Linked DNA regions of Bicyclus anynana: region 2 is linked to region 1. A link is a contact called in public Hi-C data. All regions are on one chromosome and are shown on one strand. Each heading gives the region's core, a stretch centred on a gene start, on an enhancer-like site or on the middle of the called end of the contact. The rest is flanking DNA. Distances are from core to core; before and after follow the strand shown.

Region 1 (4,235 bases), core at 1,360-3,859:
TAATTAATTAAACAAATATAAAAACCCGGCATAAATGATATAAAAATTGATCAAACTAAAGTCGGGACCTAATAAAAAATGTAGACGAAAATCATTCTATTCAATATAATAGGTCCCGACTGTTTTCTAATTGTTTTCTACACTTCTGGACTGAGCTTTTTTTTCTTTTCAGTTTTTTTATCATTTATGCAGTCGGGTTTTTTATCAGTTTAATTAATTAATTTTATTTAGTTTAGTACGAAAATTAGTGAACCGGAGCCTGGAACTAGCCGGAGCAGTTATTCCGCGTTGCTATTGTTTCCGTCACCAAAAAAGAAACGTACGAATCAATCACCCTTATCGTCCTCCGAGAAAACCGTTTTGATTAATGTGTTTAAATATGTCGAGGAAACCTTATGCTTGCTTCTACATAATAAAGAAACAAAACTATAAGAGTTCTTTATTGCCTACGGAACCCTTAATATAAGTGAAGCATTATCTGTTTGATAAATAACAGGATATATTATATAGGAATATAAAATTAAAAAAAATATTTGTTTACCACAGGAAGTTTTATTTCATGATAATATTCGTAAATAATGATAAAATGTTGAGCAAACCTGAGTCAGCTGTTTTTGTTTGTTTACATAGTTTAAAATACCTACTCAATCTGACTATAGTTTCATTAATCTTTTCAGTGTACAAAATTAAACCACGTCTTAGTCACTGAGGAGTGGATGACTCCGACGTATGACCGAGTGCTCTGTTTTGCCTCTGAGTAAACGTTTATTAGTAATTCGTTTTGAACAATGCCTTTATGCACTGGCTACCGCCTCATTTATTTTTTACTAGCTGACGCGTCGCGGTTTCACTCACGTGGTTCCCGTTCCCGTAGGAATACGGAGATAATAAATAGCCTATAGTCTTCCTCGATAAATGGGCTATCTAACACTGAAAGAATTTTTTAAATCGGACCAGTAGTTACTCAGATTAGCGCGTTCAATCAAACAAACAAACAAACAAACTCTTCAGCTTTATAATATTAGTATGCCTTATGCCTTTATGCAGGTTTTTTTACTTTATGAAATTTGACGGAATTTTCAAAGCTATTCTTGCATTGCGAATTGTCTAATCTCTATTTATACTAGATACTATTTTAGAGAGGTAAAGTTTGTGAGATTGTAAGGAGTAAATAATATTTGAATTGACTTACAACACTGAAAATAACACAGGTTTTGTGTTATTTTCAGTGTTATCTCACAAATAATGTAATTTTACAACGTATTTTTTGTTGACCTGACCCATATTCGAACCCTGGACCTCGTTGTCCGTAGTTGTGTTTTCAGTGAATTAGTTTGACAGTTATTTGTTGAATATAACCCAGAACATTGAGGTAACGCAGGATGATGGGAAGAAGTGTCGTTTCTCCGTTAAAAAATGTTAGTAGGGGGTTCCTCAAGGATCTATTTTAGGTCCACTTTAATTTATCTCATACTGTGCAAATATTACTGATAATATTGAGAGTTGTAAATACCTTTTATATGCCCATGATTTCCTTTTGAGCCACATGAATGTAATTTGGCGGTACAGAGATTAAATGAGGATCTTCAACTGATAGCAGATTGGTCTCACAAAAATTCGTTAGCTTTGAATTTTTTACCTTCAAGGAAAATTCCATTCACAACGACCTCGTACAGGTACCTACTTATAATAGCAGATAACACCGGAAGGAAATTGACATAACTCCACTTTTATCACTAAAACAATGACATACCAATGACACACCATAGGTAATTACAATTAGTAATTACCTAACCTGTTTTCCAAGAAAATGAGATAATTTTCGGGGAAACTTGTTTTTAATCGCGAATTTTATACCTACCTGGTTGGTTTTTTGCAGTATTCATTCGCAAGTTTCGGTAGAATTTTGTCTACATATGACTCAAACATTGAATTTGTAGACCACAAACTTAGTTTGAGGCACAACTAAATAAAAATAATATATTCAATTTGTGAGTCAAGGGAAAATTTAAGATTTATAGTATAAAATTGATATCCGTATTCATTTTATCCAAAACTGCGGCTTACTTCCTGATACCCTCTAACATTTAAAAGTAACGTGGATGTATTTATGTGTCTGGAATAAAAAAAACATGTACCTAATGTTTTTGTTAATTTTATTGGTTTCATAATGAAGCTAAACAAGCATTGTGTTGAGAGAGCAGAGTTGCCATCCTTTATGTAAAATATCACATTTTACATAAAGAATGACAACTCTAGATAATATACTTGTAGTAGGCAAGATTAAGGCATATATCTCATCTCATTCATTGACCTATTTAAAAATTACCACTACATGAAAAAATATGCATACAGCTAAACGAAGAACCTCCTGATTGGATATCGGTTGAAAATTACCTTTTCTTCTTTAGTCATTCTAGTCTAATGTTCCATGGCCCCATGGATATACTTATAAAAGAAAAACTCTTAATAGGTCGGTATATTGATATCAGAAGTGGATGTATGGGAATTAGGACTTACCTTATAATTGAGGCCTTGTACATCCTCCTCTAGCGAGACGTCAGAGTACATGTCGTCAGCCGGCTCCCCACCCGACCCGCACCCGGACGAGTTGAAGGACGACGACCGGTACAATTGGCTAAAACAATAATAATGCACTCCATTACCTAGTCACAGCCGTCAGGACACCTCAGGAAAGAATTTTGAATTAAACGTTTGAATTAACTTCATACTAGTGGCGCCATCTATCAGATGTTGTGCGAGTAAAATTTAGCGCCATCTATCAGATGTTGTGCGAGTAAAATTTAGCGCCATCTACATTCAGTTTGTGGTACTACGTTGTAGTATGAACGATAAAGTTCGCCGGTGTTTCAATAGATGGCGCTGTTATTAAAAATTACAAAATAAAGGTGAAGGGCCCGGTCTCACCGAGAAGTGGTCATGGGTTCGATTTCAGTTGGATTATTGTCGGAACCACTCCCAACACTGTCATTGGAATTAAATGAAAGGAAAGGTATCATTTTCATTGTCTACTTTACAGGTTATGGGTTTCTTTTAAAAACGATAACTAATATTACAATTGGTTATAAAATATTAAGAATATATTTACCTAGCTAAGACATTGGAGCCGATTTGTCGCTTCCCAGAGCTGAAACAATTACAACAAGAATTAAAACAAGATATTCAACATTAATGATCTGCTGAGCAATATTTTTTTTAGTAGGTACGTATTGTGTTTTTTCGTAAAACTTGCCGACCTAACTCGTTATAAATAAATAATAAAAATCACATTCAAGTCCGAGCCTGTATAGAATGCTGTAGTTATTTGTTATTATTTATTTTTAAAGATTTTAGTATTATATATCGTTTTTTATATTGTAGAAATTTTGTGTGTAATAAATTGTCAGTCTTGGAATTTTCATTAAGCCGCAATGTTACCAATTAATAATAGTTGTTGTTTAATTTACTAATCAGGGAGTTTAAGGTTTAGGTTTATAAAGGAGATGGTCCATTTCAGGTCCACTCTTTTACCTCGTATCATTAAAATTTAAAAAATACAAGGATTTTATTAAAATGTAAATGACATGACATGATAATTGACAGCAAACGTCAAATCGACTACTGCATTAAAAACGTCATCAATGCGCCATTATTACCCATAATAGTGTTGCATTTCTTGGGAGAGAATGAATATTATTTCGAAAGAATCATAGTCAATTCGTAGATTTGTATAGTCAAAAATATTCGAAAAAAATATTTTCTTTTATTTCCGCCAGGGTACAATGACTGATCCTAGGCTCCATACAATTTTAGACCATCTCCTTTAGCTGTTTTCGAGTTATCGGTTGTCTAATAAACTATATTGTATGTATGAACTATATTATATAGGAAGAAGGAAATATGTTATTTGGTATTTCTCGGAACATTATCGCTTTTGTGCATCTGTTAGTGTAGTCGGTAATTACAGTTGTCAGTTATATAAACTAGAATGATTTATAGATGCAGACGCAGTATAATATTTGCTTCTTGAATAAGTAGGTATATTCTAAATAAATATCTAAGCAGAATGTACTCCCGATATACTATACTATATATACATAAGGGTTCCTTGTGGAATACGGAACCCTAAAAACGCTTCGAATTGAGACCCTCCTCCTTTCTTTGAATTCGATAATAAAACAAAACTATACAATCCACACGTCAACTTTGCGTGGGCTGAATGTAACATTGAGAAC
Region 2 (4,705 bases), core at 1,671-4,170, 50 kb before region 1:
TTGGTTTCTGATGTTTGACTTCGAGCAGTTGTGGGTAGTTCTCGACGATGGACAGGAGTATGCCGTCGATGTAGTCCCGCAATTGAACGTTCACGTCCTGTTGTTCTTTTAGAGCCTTTTGTAACTGCAAAAGAAATAACAATTTTTTTTTTTAAACAGAATTTTTGTAAAGTAATTTATAGCCCTGACAAAATAATAAAAAACCGGAAAAAAATAAATAATATATTTTACTAGTATTTTTATGCATAGACACATACCAAAAAGTGTGTGTCACCCTCAATCTAGGTTTTTTATTATTCTGGTTAGGCTATAAAATAAATCAGGGTATGTGTGTCCTTGGTCTAAATTTTCAAAAAAACTATACTTGTTTGCCTATTTATAATTAAATATATTAAAAAAAATCAACATATTTGTATATGGCTTGTACGTTAGAATGAAAATTTAAACCAGGGGCATGTAAGCTGACCTTTACGGTAATTTGACCATTTTAGGTATTTTAACAGAAAGGACAAAAGGGTGTCGTGCGAGAAATAAAACGTGTGTATGACAGGATCTTGCTTGTTCAAAACGTAAAATAAAATATCATAAAGTGAAAAAGGTACTAAAAACAATATTAATTTAATGAATACTAAAACTATTGCGCTTTGAATCGACACTCCCATAGTATATAATAACACCCGTTTTTGATATGGCGAAAGCAAGGCAGCCGAGGCAAATGAAATCAAAGAATTGCATGCGTTTCCCGTACATTCTACTTCTAGTAATGATGAATTAAAAAAAATCATGCAGTTAGGCTAGGTACATGACATGCACACACATTAAGTGTAAACGGCGTACCTTTTCCAACTCTATGCTGTGATCTGTGTGTGTGCTACCATCGAGCTGCAAAAACGCATATTAAATAAATTATGTAGCTTCGCAAATCATACATCATATGGCTTGCCCTTAATTGCCCTTATTATGAGATTATACACCTCGCGAGCATCAATATTGTATTAGAGATTTAAGAGACTTCAGAGTCTTAGATTTAATTAAATCCTTCCATCAAATGCTAAATTTAACGCCACAAATGCTGCGTCAACGCACTAATTGCTACGTCAACGCCGCGATTGCTACGTCAACGCCGCGATTGCTACGTCGACGCCGCGGACGCTACATCAACGCTACGAACGTTACGTCAACGTCGCGAACGCTACGTCAACGCTACAAAAGTTACGTCATCGCAACGGACATTAGTACCCAAACTTTAATCTATTTATTACAGTTAAGGTTTTTTTATTATTAATCCATTATTCACATTCTGTGATTGGTCACATGCAGTGTTAAAAATGTATACCCGTCATTTAATATCTTGAAGTGGCAGGTATGGGCAATACAGAATTTATTCAGATTTAGTTAATGATTTACTAATTAATTAATACTGAAATGTGCTCGCGAAATGTCTATCTTATGGGTAATAGGCTTTATAACTCTATCTTCTCTAAACGTAATAGTGAATAAAGTTTCCTTTTGCATGGAATGATATTAACGATGTGCAAATCTATCATCGAAATGTCATTTCCATACAAATTGGATTTCATTTCACCTTTTAGCTTACAGAAAATAGTCCTTGTTTTTTACACCCCCCGATAAGCAAAGCGATGTAAAGTATTGTTGACATGGTTCACATATTAATTTTAACACAGCAAAGCTGTTTTAAAAACGTGAGATATGATAATGAAAACAAAACATTATTAAATTATCATTTAAATAATGAGATAAGAGACTTTCGTGAAATGGGAATGATAAAGAAAATTAATGGAAATCGCTTGTATTAGTGTTGAAATGAAAATCATTCAAAATGCTAGATTATCTCAAACTTATTGGGGGTAAGATAATTTTGTTATATTTATTTTTTATTCATTTTTATCGTATTTGCTTTACCCAGGTCTCATTACTTACATTAATTACCTACTTATTTACTTACACCCAATTAGTTTTTTTTTGACTAATAAGATACTATGTATTCATCTTCAAGGGACAAGATTTTTGAACGTTAAAATTTGTATACTGCATATACCGCATCGGATGTGATAAACTCAAAAGCATCATTTTTTTTTATCTTTCACAAAAGTATGATCAGTTTTCCCCATGAATGATCTTTTAAAGGCTGTATTAAGCGATATACTACTACTACTTGTTTATGGTTTGATATGGAATATTTACCTCGTGATCGCTCATTTGCGAGAGTTCGTGCGCTAGGGAGTTAGTGGCCACCAGCGGTCCGCTTACTCCGTCGAGCAAGCTGCGTCCTTCTTCTACGCCGCGGGTTAGGATTTGAGCTTGAAGCTCCTCTTGAGCTTCTGTTAGAGCTGAAATATGCAATAGTTTATTAAAGAACAGAGTTAATGTATTTAGTGGGTACTATCTATTAATGAGTTAAAGTTACTGAATTTCAATTTCTGAGTGCCTTCATTGTGCCTACTTGAATTAAACGAATTTTGATTTTTAGGAGAGTTCCTAAAAATTAAAATTCGTTTAATTCAAATAGGCTAAGTTCACAATCACTTTCACAACATCAACTTTGTTTGTTTATAGGGAGGTAAGTTATAGTTGGTAGCTTACGCTAAGAACTGATTTTGCAAGTGAGCATTGCATTTGCATTTGTTACTCAATTACGATATGTACCTTTGTTTTGCTTACGAAGCAACATCAGCTGTTGACTCAGCTCATCAAGACGCGGCTCTGAGCGTTCTTATCTCGAGATTCTACGTACGAAGCAACGTCACGTCTCAGCTCGTCGAGGAACTGCACTGAGCGTCCTTAGCTCGAAATAAGCGGAAGCAAGCTGTGCTTGAACATGTGTTACTTACATTTGTTCTGCGTACGGAGCAACGTCAGCTCTTGTCTCAGCTCGTCGAGGCGCGGGTCGGGCGGCGGCGGCGGCGCGGCTCGGAGCGTCCGCAGCTCCAGCTGAGCGGAAGCGAGCTGCGCTCGGACGCTGTCGGCCGCTTCCCGCTCGCGGCGTTCCGCTTCCCGAGCGGCGCTCAGCTGCGCTGCGAGCTCGCCCGCTGCTTCCTGCGCCTCGCGGGCGCTGCGGGTGCCGATGTCGGCGTTTGCGCGCAACGTCTCTGCTACGCCTCGTAGCCGGCCAACCTAAAAACATAATAAAATAATGTAAACCTATTGGAATAATAGCTAATCGTGACAAAGCGTAAATTTATCCTTTTCAAGTAAGTATCTATACTAGAGCCTTTCTTGATGAGTACTGTTTACCAACAAACAAATTAGAAATGAAGGTAGAAAACGCATGTCATTTTATAACTTATTTATTTCAAATTATATACGGTTTGTTTACTTATAAAATAAAATTTATTTTCATTAATTTAAGATCAGGTTAATTATAATTATTATTAGGAGTGAAATGACCATTAATTTATACCCTCATTTTGAAATTGTTTTGTTGGTACATTAATCATACAGAAAGGCTGTAGTATATTACCTATAAGTGTTGGCACGAATCTTTAGCGCAATTGTTGCACAGAAATCAAAAATAAGGTATAATGTTTTTTCCAGTGTCTGCGTGGTATTTATACATTATAGAAGTATTTATATGTAGTGTATGAATATTATAATATCAACTATCTTAGTACCCATAACACAAGCTACTCTGTATGCTTATTTAGGGGCTAGATAGCGATGTGTATTGTTTAAGTATATTTATTTATTTAATGAGAGCTAGCGGCTAGAGGGACGAAAACTAAATAAGATAAGGACTAGACACGAGAGGGACGAATGCTAAATAAGATAAGGGCTAGAGGGACGAATGCTATATAAGATAAGAGCTTGAAGGACGAAGGCTAAATAAGATAAGGACTAGAGGGACGAAGGCTAAATAAGATAAGGAGTAGAGGGACGAATGCTAAATAAGATAAAGGGTAGAGGGACGAAGGCTAGATAAGATAAGGGCTAGAGGGATGATGGGCGAACGTGCATTCTTCGGCTTCGATTGGCTCTCCAGTCGTATGCCGTCCCCTGCACTGATACGACATCCCAAGCACGTCTATAGTGTACTGTGTGCGACAGTACCAATGCCCTCCGTTTTCAGTGCTACTATGTAGAGAAAGTCTGCAGTAGCAGTACAGTATGTGGAGAATGTCTGCGGTGGCAGTACAGTATATGAAGAATGTCTGCGGTGGTAGTACAGTATGTGGAGAATGTCTGCGGTGGCAGTACAGTATGTGGAGAATGTCTGCGGTGGCAGTACAGTATGTGGAGAATGTCTGCGGTGGCAGTACAGTATGTGGAGAATGTCTGCGGTGGCAGTACAGTATGTGGAGAATGTCTGCGGTGGCAATACAGTATGTGGAGAATGTCTGCGGTGGCAGTACAGTATGTGGAGAATGTCTGCGGTGGCAGTACAGTATGTGGAGAATGTCTGCGGTGGCAGTACAGTATGTGGAGAATGTCTGCGGTGGCAGTACAGTATGTGGAGAATGTCTGCGGTGGCAGTACAGTATGTGGAGAATGTCCGCGGTGGCAGTACAGTATGTGGAGAATGTCCGCGGTGGCAGTACAGTATGTGGAGAATGTCCGCGGTGGCAGTACAGTATGTGGAGAATGTCCGCGGTGGCAGTACAGTATGTGGAGAATGTCCGCGGTGGCAGTACAGTATGTGGAGAATGTCCGCGGTGGCAGTACAGTATGTGGAGAATGTCCGCGGTGG

The links. A called contact is a pair of places that touch in the nucleus more often than the background predicts.
Region 2: a Hi-C map of whole body shows a contact between it and region 1, with 4 times the contacts expected there. The contact joins two enhancer-like sites. A contact is called at or near these places in 2 of 2 Hi-C or Micro-C datasets (whole body and whole larva).

Annotation. Positions count from the first base shown.
Region 1 is chr15:11,345,220-11,349,454 of ilBicAnyn1.1, reverse strand. It overlaps LOC112054155 (rab11 family-interacting protein 4A), which reads right to left. Exons shown (of 14, transcript XM_052885839.1): 7 at 3,110-3,148; 8 at 2,521-2,638. Among protein-coding and RNA genes, the nearest start is that of LOC112054158, 64 kb to the left of the region's middle. Within about 2 kb of position 2,609, at least 8 of the 8 cell types and tissues checked have open chromatin away from gene starts, as enhancers often do.
Region 2 is chr15:11,394,621-11,399,325 of ilBicAnyn1.1, reverse strand. It overlaps LOC112054155 (rab11 family-interacting protein 4A), which reads right to left. Exons shown (of 14, transcript XM_052885839.1): 11 at 2,853-3,135; 12 at 2,206-2,351; 13 at 838-882; 14 at 1-124. Among protein-coding and RNA genes, the nearest start is that of LOC112054158, 14 kb to the left of the region's middle. Within about 2 kb of position 2,920, at least 4 of the 8 cell types and tissues checked have open chromatin away from gene starts, as enhancers often do.